2 separate regions of the Podarcis muralis genome follow, and region 2 is linked to region 1. Evidence: chromatin contacts called from public Hi-C data. All regions are on one chromosome and are shown on one strand. The core of a region is the stretch at or near the end of the contact, and the rest is flanking DNA. Distances in the headings are between cores, read along the strand shown.

The links. Hi-C and Micro-C count contacts between places; a contact is called where the count stands out from the background.
Region 2: a contact with region 1 is called in a Hi-C map of tail, with 5 times the contacts expected there. The contact joins the promoter of C2H5orf47 here to the promoter of BOD1 in region 1. A contact is called at or near these places in 3 of 3 Hi-C or Micro-C datasets (blood, tail and an unstated tissue).

The regions. Positions count from the first base shown.
Region 1 is chr2:51,874,032-51,879,703 of rPodMur119.hap1.1, reverse strand. It overlaps BOD1 (biorientation of chromosomes in cell division 1), which reads left to right and starts at 2,872. Exons shown (of 4, transcript XM_028717790.2): 1 at 2,872-3,291; 2 at 4,817-4,941. The coding sequence starts at 2,887.
Region 2 is chr2:52,077,279-52,082,950 of rPodMur119.hap1.1, reverse strand. It overlaps C2H5orf47 (chromosome 2 C5orf47 homolog), which reads right to left and starts at 2,731. Exons shown (of 6, transcript XR_013391902.1): 1 at 1,366-2,731.

The sequences.
Region 1 (5,672 bases), core at 1,623-4,122:
CATCTCCCCAAATTGTAAAGCAGCCCTATTTACTGCTTACATGAGATCAAGGGCACAAGTCAGCAAAAGCAGGTGAATTTTACTACAGTATTTTTCAACCTGTTCTCAAAGCTAATTCAGAGCAAGCCTGCTCTCCACACCCCCACCTTATTTAACAACTGTGAAGCTGCAGTGCCCTCTTGTGGCCAATTTACATATCACACTTAGGGCTCATCAGCACAGCTTTTTAAGCACAGCTTATGCGTCTGAGTGCTTCTTCTTCTTCTTCTTCTTCTTCTTCTTCTTCCCCAGCTTTCCACGGGAAAACCTGCTCTTTAATGCTGAATGAGAACAAACAGAAATCCAGGTTTTTCATGGATTACCATTTGCTCCGACTGGGTTTATGCAGGAAAGCGCTGGAGGGGAAAAATACTCAGACAAAGCGTTTTAAAGTGCAGACCTCTACTTAGAAACATGGCACAAGTCTGGATGATCCCTAAGTGACAACTGCAGATATGGCAGACATGTTAATTTAGTTCTCCTCCAAGGAGATCAGAGGATTAGCCCATTTTAACCTCACCTTAACCCTGTGAGATGATTCAGGCTGAGAGAGGAAGGGTGACCCAATGGCATCCATGGCTGCAACTCCCAGTTAAAGGTAAAGGTACCCCTGCCCGTACGGGCCAGTCTTGACAGACTCTAGGGTTGTGCGCTCATCTCACTCTAGAGGCCGGGAGCCGGCGCTGTCCGCAGACACTTCCGGGTCACGTGGCCAGCATAACAAAGCTGCTCTGGTGAGCCAGAGCTGCACACGGAAACGTCGTTTACCTTCCTGCTAGTAAGCGGTCCCTATTTATCTACTTGCACCCGAGGGTGCTTTCGAACTGCTAGGTTGGCAGGCGCTGGGACCGAGCAACGGGAGCACACCCCGCCGCGGGGATTCGAACCGCCGACCTTTCGATCAGCAAGTCCTAGGCGCTGAGGTTTTACCCACAGCGCCACCCGCGTCCCATTTACATTTACTCCCAGTTAGTCTGCATTTTATAGTGAAGCAGCCTGATTCAGGTAGCACAGTGGTCAGGGGTGGAAAGATGCAGGCAGCAACTCATGTCTGAATGGTGTGGCAAGACTTTTAAAGAGTTGGTTCTAGTGGAGTGGAATTGAGGCTGAGTTTCAGGCAGCATAATGTAATGAGCAATATCATCACACAGAAGCATTTAGGCTTTGCTTTGGGTATATTAAAAATTATTTGGATGTAGATTAAATGACTCTGAATGTTTAAGGTTGAGTTTAGGCATTAGGAAAATGGTTTTTAATTGGGAGAGGGGAGTTAGGAACATTTATGATATATACCCCACCTTTCTGTGAAATAACTTAGCTTGGTGTACATGGTGCCCTCTCCCACACTTTTATCCTTGCAAAAAAAAACACACACCCTGTGAAGTAGGTTAAACTGATAGATAGTTACTGGCCCATAATTGGTCACTGAGCATAATAGCAGACTAAAAACTTGGACCCCTATTTCTTAGGTCTTAGTCCAACACTCCAACTACTACACCACTCTGGCCCAGCCTGCTGGTTCACACACGCTACAATTGCTGAGACAAGCTATTGCAGAGTAAATGAATATAGCAGGTAGAGGAGAGCCTTCAACAAGTGTTAAATGAGGGGCTCAGGTAGTCTTACTTTCCTACAAAAAATGGGGGTTACATGTATCCCTGTTTCCATCTGAAATGTTGGAGAACACTTTAAGTCAGCTCCAAGCCCAGGCGGGGCTCCCATTTCAGTTCCCCACAATGCCCCGGAACACCTGACGCAGTGTCATTCTGGGACATCATTGGAAATGATTAGGACGCTTGATGTTGGACTAAGTTTCATTCTGACTCACCAAGTCTCAGAACTGGAAATGTTTTGAATTGCAGAGCTCAGCTTTGGTACGTGCATGCCAGTAACAAGATACTGCCTCAAAATGTATATGGAGCGCATTTGCCTCACCACTGACCATCCACAATCCCCCACCAAACATCTGACCTCTCCACCAGGTGTCTAGACTAGAGACAGGGCCCCTGGTGCAACAGGAAGTTCCACAGGGCTTACTTCTGAGCAAGCATGTTTATGATTGTAGGGTTGCATACCCTAACAGCACATATGCAACGTTTGTGGGCATATGCGTGGATGAGAGTGCTAGGGACAAAGATGTACTGTACACACACGAATACCCCCAACTCAAGGGATTTATCTTTCAGAGGGATGCCAAGTGAAAAAGAGGTTCCCCCACCTTGAACAGTTGTTCAGAATGGAGCATTTCAGTAACCCACACTAACGGAAGTGTAACAAGGCATCCCCAAAATGGGTACTGTGATGTAGGGTTGCCATTATTTTGAAGAGCAAAAAAGAGGACACATTTGCCGACTTCTACTTTTAACTATGGATCGCTATGTCGACTCTCATTTTACATCCCCATGAGAAAGAGGACGTGTCCTGGAAAAAAAGAGGGCATATGGCAACCCTATGAGCAAGGGACTGACAACCAGAAAATCCTCCTGCTAAACGAGCAGTGCGGGCACATGAGGCCGGGGGTCGAGGAGGGAGTGCACAGCCCCGTCTTTTCTGGCCGCCCCAGGACTTGGGGGGTCGCTCCCGTCGCTCTGCAACAATTACAGCATTCAGGGCTGCTTTCCTTATCCCCGTTGCCCTTCCCATAGCTCATCTAGAACCCCACCCGGACTTGAATATTGGCGGAGCGCGATGACTCCGCGCCAACCAATCCACAAATTCTGCAGGCTTTTGCAGCTGGGGCAGCTGTCAGCGCGTCCCAACGGAGCCTGCCAGATGGCTATCGCGATAAAAGCCTCCTGGGAGTCTGCGTCCTCCTAGCCCCGAGAAAGGAGGCCTCTGATTCCCGGCATGCAGCGGGAAGGCATGACGCAAATGCTCCGCGACGGCAACGTCACCAACAGCTGCCGCGGCGCGATCAGTAGAGGGTGCCGCGGCGGCGGCGGCGGCGTTGCCACCATCGCCCCTGCAGCAGCAGCAGCACCTGGCGGGAGCGAGGGCGGCGGCGGCGGCGCTGCTGTTCCGGCGGCCCGTCGGGCGGCGCTGCGAGGGCCGGGCGGGGGGATGGCGGAGCCGGGCGGGGCGTCCTCCGGCACGGGCGGAGGCGGCGGGAGCTCGTCGGGGCCTGGAGCGACGGACCCGGCCTCGCTGCCCCCTGGCGACGCGCAGCTCATCGCCCTCATCGTGGGGCAGCTCAAGAGCCGCGGCCTCTTCGACGCCTTCCGCAGGGACTGCCTGGCCGACGTCGACACCAAGGTAAGCGCCCCTCCCCGTAGCAGCCCCGCGGAGGGTCTCTCTGCAGGATCGTAAGGGGAGGCCTCGGCTAAGGATTGCCAGGATTACAGGGACTTTTCTTTTTATTCCCTTATCCTCTCTTCTCCCTAGTCCCCCCCCCCCCCAGCCCCGTTATGGAGGCACTCGCCCCAGCCAACGGGGTCAGCTGTCAGGGATGGCGAGAGTTGCAGTCGCCCGGCTTCCCTGCCTCTTCGGCTGGGGGAAGCCGACACACGAGTTCGCAGGAAAACCATCTCATAGCCTGCACTGTATCCCCTCTGATCCAAACTCCCTGAGGTGGGGGAGCTTTGCTGGCTCTTGTGGTGTGGTCTATTCTGGGAAAGGTATACACAACCCCAGACAAAACATTTATTTTCCTTTGGTGGTCACATGGCTTGCACTCTTGTTTTTGTGTTTTGTGCAAGTCGGAGTACAAGATACACCCATGTTAACATTCTTATGGGGTCACAGAGGTTTTGGAGCATCTTTGTAGCTTGTCTTTGGCTTATAACTTCCTGTATATGTTTCCTGGGGGGGGGGGTGCTTTATTGTTATCATTAGGCAACTCTCAAAAAGAGTAAAATAAACCAAAATAAATACATTCCAGTCCATGTTACCACTGAAAGGACTATAACTTAGTGGTAGAACTAGAGCATCTGATTTGCAGGCAGAAGGTTTAATCCCTGGCATTTCCAGGTAGGGTTGGGAATGGTTCCTCTCTGAAATGCTGGAGAGCCGTTGCCAATCCGTGTGGACAATACTGAGCTAGGTAGACCACTAGTCTCAACTTGGCATAAGGCAGCCTTCTTTGAACATTGAGCAGACAAGCATCATATAGTGGTGTCCACATCAACAACATGGTTTTATTCCTTTGTGTTTTGGAAGTTAACCCCACTACATTCAGTGGCCTACGTGTAAATAGGCATAAATGATAGTCTGTCTAAGCCTTATAAAGGAGTAGGAGGAGGGTATGTTGGTCCTGTAATCCATCAAGATTTTCTGGGGGATGCAGGTACATAGATATTGGCTGAATCTCATTGAACTGGGTATTTAGGTGTGTAACCCACAACAACTGAATTTTACCATGGCCTCGCAGACACTTGATTGGAGTCTAGCTGGAATTTTATTCCAGGATTTGAATGACAGAGCTAGTTGATTATGGAAAAATCAGTTTAGGATATTCCAACTAAACATTAGGATGGACTTTCTATCTGTAAGAACTGTTTAACAGTTGAATGGACCAACTCAGGAGGTGTTGGAATCTTCTTCAACTCCAGCTGTAGTATACTTATTCTGCGGTGTGTGTGCTCATGTAATTTTTCATGGCTACATTCATAATTTGGTTTTTCATAGGTAAAAACAAACCTGCTAAAGGCAAATGACGCCAATCCTGTTGAAATTTAATTGTAGGGTAAATAAACAAGTGTGTTTCAGTGTGGTGTCAGTGGTCTGTGTGGATTTTGAAAGAAACACTTCAGGATTATATTAATTGAGCTATTTTGTTTAGCCAGCCTACCAGAATTTGAGACAGAAAGTGGACAACTTTGTGTCTACCCACCTGGATAAGCAGGAATGGAACCCAGCAATGAACAAAAACCAGTTGCGGAATGGCTTGAGGCAGAGCGTTATTCAGTAAGTAAAAGCTGCTAAAATATGTGACAATAATGAATTGTTTTTTAACTCATGAAGGTAACCTTCTACATTTGCACAAGACCCCTAAATTTTGATGGGATTGTCTAAGAAACACTTCTGGTAGATTGTGGCTCTCCATCCATTGAAATTACTCAAAATGTCATTGCTAATCAACACCATGTTTCTTCAGGAGTGTCACTTGTGGCTGTCTAATGGAGATCTGCACGCATCCACAGCTTTAAGAGGGAAAGAGCATCTGATGAACTTGCAGTCTTAGTTCTGTTTGCTTTTAGCAACTTCCAGCGTGAGATACAGTAGCATGATGAGCTTAATGTCACTGGGGTTGGGGTGCTGTCCAACAGAGTGAAGTAGTGTTTTGCTCCTTGAACTATTGCTGTAGTATAACTAATCCAGTTCACTAAACACAACGTGTTCTTTGCAAACACGTTCTTCCCTAATTTTGTTGAAGGCCAGGCTGGGTTAGCTGTATGTTCAATGTACATAATTTTAATTTTATATAATAAGCTGCTGTGTTCCTGACTGATAGTGATAGGATTCAAGAAATGGTTATTGAAATGTGCTTAGAATGAGAGCGGGAGATGACTTGCAAGCTTTACGGAGTACTTCCATGAAGTTGCTTGGAAGTCAGTCCCATTGTATGCAGAGATGCTTTTTTCCATATATGTGTGCATAGGGTTGCAGCCTTAATTTATTAATCTGCATTATGGCAG
Region 2 (5,672 bases), core at 1,482-3,981, 200 kb before region 1:
AATCTATAAAATCAGCCAGAGCCAGATCCACGCGCCACACAAAAAAAAAAAACCTGTCAAAGGCCAGAGTAGGGGATGGATCTTCAGCATACAGAGAACGCTTCATAGCTGTAAAATGAAGATGTTGGAGAAAAACCTCTGCAGTGAGTTCCACAAGTTAGGGACTGTCACAGAGAAAGCTCGTTACCCACAGGCTAGTAAAACTACCAAAGGAGCCCCCTCTGCAGATCTTAACAACCCAGGTTGGCAGGAATGGGGCGTTCTTTTGGATATTTGGGGCCAAAGTCATTTAGACACTGATGTGTTTAAATGCGTCTTGAATCGGGCCTGGCAACAAACTGGCAACCAGTCTTGCATTGACACATGAAGAAACTTTTTTAAAAAAGAAAAAATCCTGAGGGCCAAGAGGTTGCTGTCTATTTATTTTAACGGGGCAAGGCTTGGTATTGCAAGCTGTTAGATGAAAAGGCAGGCCGAGCTTCTTAGTCAGCAGAACTATTTCCCACTCCTCAAGGGAGCACAATCCTATGCAAGGGGAAATCCCACATTCAAAATGGACAAGAAATGATTCCGCCCACCAGTTCCTTCATCCGGATTATTACGAGACCCTCACCACCAAAGGCAGAACCACCATGAGAGGGGATATGCAAGTATTGTAAACAGGGCCAGATTTAGGTTTGATGAGGCCCTAAGCTACTGAAGGTAATGGGGTCCTTTATATGTCCAGCTGTCCTTTGTCAACTACAAATTGTCGCTGTTTTTTGTGTTGAATATATGCTATATGGTAATTTATGCACCTAATAGGTATCTAGGGACGCGGGTGGCACTGTGGGTTAAACCACAGAGCCTAGGACTTGCCGATCAGAAGGTCGGCGGTTCGAATCCCTGTGACGGGGTGAGCTCCCGTTGCTCGGTCCCAGCTCCTGCCAACCTAGCAGTTCGAAAGCACGTCAAAGTGCAAGTAGATAAATAGGTACCGCTCCGGAGGGAAGGTAAACGGCGTTTCCGTGCGCTGCTCTGGTTCGCCAGAAGCGGCTTAGTCATGCTGGCCACATGACCCGGAAGCTGTACGCCGGCTCCCTCGCCAATAAAGCGAGATGAGCGCCGCAACCGCAGAGTCGGTCACGACTGGACCTAATGGTCAGGGGTCCCTTTACCTTTACTAGGTATCTAAAGCCATTTGCCCATAACAAAATATGTATTTTATCAAAGCAATTGTTGAACTGAAATATAATTAAGACGTATATTAATAGTGAAATTAGGGGGAGGGGCAAGAGAGTGGGGCTGTAAACTATAGCTTGTTTAGCTTATACGTAAATCCGGCACTGATTGCCAATCCTCGCCATTAACACCACGAGACGATACCGGCGAGGACACGCGGCCTCCTGCCCTGCGCTCTGCTCGTACCCGCTTCTTCCTGGCCGTCGGAGCCTGTGGAGTTGACAGCCGCCGCCTTGCTGCTCCGCCCTTCGCGTGGCGACGCCGGTGGCTTGACCCCAAGCAGCCTCTCGGCTCTGGGCCTCTTCGCCTCGCCTCCTTCCTCCCAGCCTGTCCCGACCCCCTTCGTTCTCGCCTCGCCAGGGGCTTTCAGCCCCAAGCAGGGGCTCCCTCGTTCCCCGGAGGGAGGACCGGCTGCACCCCGAGAGCCTCTTCTGCCCGAGAGCGCGGCAGCGGGAGACGCGCCCGAGAGGCTGGAGGCCTCCGGGTCCCTCAGGTGGCCGCCGCCGCCGCCATAACGAATCACGTTGCCGCAGCGGTGGCTGCCGAAACTGTTCACATAAACCACCCGCCGCGACCTGCCCCTTCCTAGGCCAGAGCTGGCCTTCATCCCGAGGGAAGCGGAGCCTCGGATAAGGGGCTTTCTCCTGTCAGGAATACAAAGGGGGAGGAGTTGTGGGGTGAGCCAATGAGGAGCAGCGGGGCGCCGGCACTGTCCCCTCAGAGAATCCTGGGCCCTTTGGTTTGTGCAGGGTTGTTGGGAAGAGTAACTATGTGAAGGGAAAACTACATTGCCCAGAATTCTTTGAGGGTGGGGGAATGTGTCTGGAATGGAGGGGGGGTGTTTCCTGAAAACTGCACAGCCTTAAGCGTTGGGGTCGAGGAGCACAAAATGAGAACACACATATTCATATTAAAGACAGCTTTTCCCAAGCTGGCCTCCAAAGATTTTTGGACTACAACTCCCATCATGCCTTGCCACTGGGCCGGCTAGCTGGCAGGGATGGTTGGCTGTTGGGAGCCCATTGTCATCTGGCTGTGCTAAGAATATTCCTGGGTGACTCATACTGCAGCAGCAGCAGTGAGTAAGCAACTTGTTTCCATGGAGGGGATTGAACGTCAAAATATTCCAGCTTCTTGCAGTGAAGAAAGCGTGTATTTATATTTAGCTCATCATCATCTGACAGCCAGGGTGTCAAGAAGAAGCTATCTGAGCGAGCAACATGGAGGCTCTGCACCAAGTCCATTAGAGTAGAAGCATCCAGACTGCAGTAAATGTGTTTCTCTTTTGCTTTTCTTACCAGTCCCATATGGTAAGCACAATTTGCAAACGACAGCATAAGAATCACCTTAGCACCTCTGTAGGTGCTCAGGGGGCTAAGATTTATTACAGGAAAGAGGAGACAGGTTGGCACTGGGAATCAGGGCTGCCTTCGGGTATCTTCTAAAATTCAGATTTCTTTGACATCTGGAAATGAAAATGACAAAAGTTTATTTCCTTGACATCTGATGGGAGGGCGTTCAACAGGGCAGGCTCCACCACCGAGAAGGTAGGTCCTCTGCCTGGTTCCCTGTAACCTCACATTTCACAGTGAGGGAACCACCAGAAGGCCCTCGGAGCTGGGCCTCAGTAATGGACCTGTAATGGCTGCTGCAGAAGCAGGAGGGGCCTGACACAAATAGGATCTCATTCTCCAGAGATTACATAATTCACCAAACCCACATGTCAGACAGGGGCTTCACATACACTGCTTCAAACAAACTTTCTATATAGAACATCCCACTATTTAAAAAAAAACCCACATCTTCCTTGCAGAAGCATAACTGCAGTCTTCTCATTCACGCCCACTCTACCAACTAACAGGGTTGCACTGCCATGTTAGTTTCCCTACTCTAATGAAGCTGCTGCCTGTGAGCTTTAGAATCAGCCAGGGTACTGAGACCATATGATTTGTGAAGGGCCCAGAACTGCAGAGGGTTATATGCAGCTCTCTATAACTGTCTAGTTTGCCCTTCAAGCACATGATGATTGAGGATTACCAGGAATGGAATGATCATTGCACTGAGCCACAGAGGAATCACAACATGACTATTAAATTGCCACAAAAGACTGGTGGGAGGAGGCCGGTTAATAATCACACGGAAAACATTCTTGCTTGAGCACATTGCAGTTTGCTGTCTTCTACAAATTGTGTGCTTGTAATGCACAAGTCATCAGACATCTCCTTAATACTCACTATGCAAGAAATAAAATGAAATACTATGCAGTATTTCATCTGGATTTTGTGTCAGTCTTGCACTGGCTACAGAAAGGTACTCCGAGAAAGACAGTAAAAAAGGAGCAAGGTGGGGAAATGTGCCAGCAGTTGGGTAAAAGGTAGCGTTTTACAGCAGTGAATTCAGCTAAGCAATTTTGACTATTTGTAAAGCCATATTTATTGCTTTTCACATGGAGCATTTCACGAGGTGATAATGGGCTCTATCACAACATTTCCTGGAACTAGGGGTATGTCTTATTTATTTAACTGTTTTTAAAATTACAGCATCTGCATATATTTGTGTGAGGTTTTCTTCAGGTTAAAGACCTCCTTTAAATACAGTGGAGTTTTCACTATAACAAATGCAACTCCATTAAAGGATGCAAACTGTTGTTCAGAGACAAACCATAAGATGGCAGGCTTAGCTATCAAAACACATATACACAAAGATAGAGGAGAGAGAGAGAGAGAGAGAGAGAGAGAGAGAGAGAGAGAGAGAGAGAGAGAGAGAGTCTGGTGAGACAGTGGGGATTATTGTAACAAGCCCATCCCTTAGGTATTCCAGAACAGTAGTGTATTTTTATGTTGCAGGTAAAATGTCATGCTGGCATAAGCACAACTTGCAGACACAAAGCAAAATGGTTTGCCATGAGTGATAGATAATTTGCTTCCCCACAGAGCAAGGAAGGCCTATCACAATCTCAAGATACTTATTCAACAAAAATGAGAGCCCATAAAAAGAAAATAATGACCAATGAATGAATGAGAATAAAATTACTTCTCAGTATTTTTAAGTATGTTCAAAACAGCCATTCCAAGGAAAATGTATGTGATACAAAACAGGTAGGACGTGCAAACTGGCCTGCACATTAACAAAATGAAAATTCAGCTCAAGTGAGAGAAGAAACCAGTTGCCCATATTTTCTCTTATGCAATACAAACTTAGCACTCCGGTGAGAAGACGCCAGTGAGTCTGATTACAGGATGTTATTTTATTAACTATTATACTGAATGAATGGAAAAGGTACCACAATCCTAGAAACTATAGTCCTGGTTGACTTCTGCATTCCAAGTGCTCTTGCCTCCAGTAACTGGCCACTGAATCAAATTTCACATTAGTCACACCCTTTTAGCCCCCTCAGAGGAAAATAAAGTTACCTAATATTTTACATTTTACAAGACTGATACTGCTTGGCCACTACAGTGCTTAATGCCAAGCATACGGTATGCACTAAGAACTGTGCTGACAACAGCATCCTGGAGGGTTCAGAGTGTACGTTAGGTAGGCAAAATGTGTGGGACAAGAAACAAATCAGCTGGAAAATGAGCATTGGCCTGGGTGTGGGGTCAAGTCAGCAGTAGACTTTGTAAAGCCTTTCTTAAAGAGCTTGGAAATGATTTACAGAGAGATTGTGCCTTGACAATTAATGGCAGAAAGAAGGTTTCTGTCAAGCTGCACCCTACAACTGGAACCAATAGAATGAGAAAAGGGGGTGGTATCAGATGAGTTAGTGTAGAATGTGAAAAGCACTGCAAATGTTAGCATCTGCTTGCAGAACAAAGAAATGCTTTAAAACGGGTGGCCAACTCCCAAGAGACTGCGATCTACTCACCGAGTTAAAAACTAGCAGTGATCTACCCCCTTTTTGGGGGTTCAGGTCAAAGTTGTTGTTGAGTTTTTTCCGGTAAAATGTTGAGCTTTTTTTAGGGGAGCCACAGTTGTTCAGCTTCTTTGGGAGGAGCCAATGATCTACCAGTGATCTACCTGGATCTACCTGTTGGACATGCCTGCTTTAAAACAAGGATGGGGAACCTGCGTGACACTTCAGATATTTCCATCAGTCCCATCCCCTCCCTCAGCCAGCACAGCCAATGATCAGGGATGATGGGCCAATTTCCCCATCCCTGCTTTAGAATAAAGACTAAAGCTTAAGGTTGATGCAGACTGTGGCAAGAAGCCAGTGCAGGTTTTCAAGGAGACGAGTGATGCATTCATAGCAATGGGAGGGAACAATGAAATGTGTGTTTTAGTTTATGTGCTGTGCCCAAAGCAACTCACAGCAAACACCAGCTTGCTACCAAAAGATGCAAGTACTGTTATTTAGGTACCAAACAGTATGGAAATACTATCACTTGCAAATTTACTGATTAATTTGCAAGCCCTCAAGTGATGCTATTGTCCTGTGAGATTCTCCT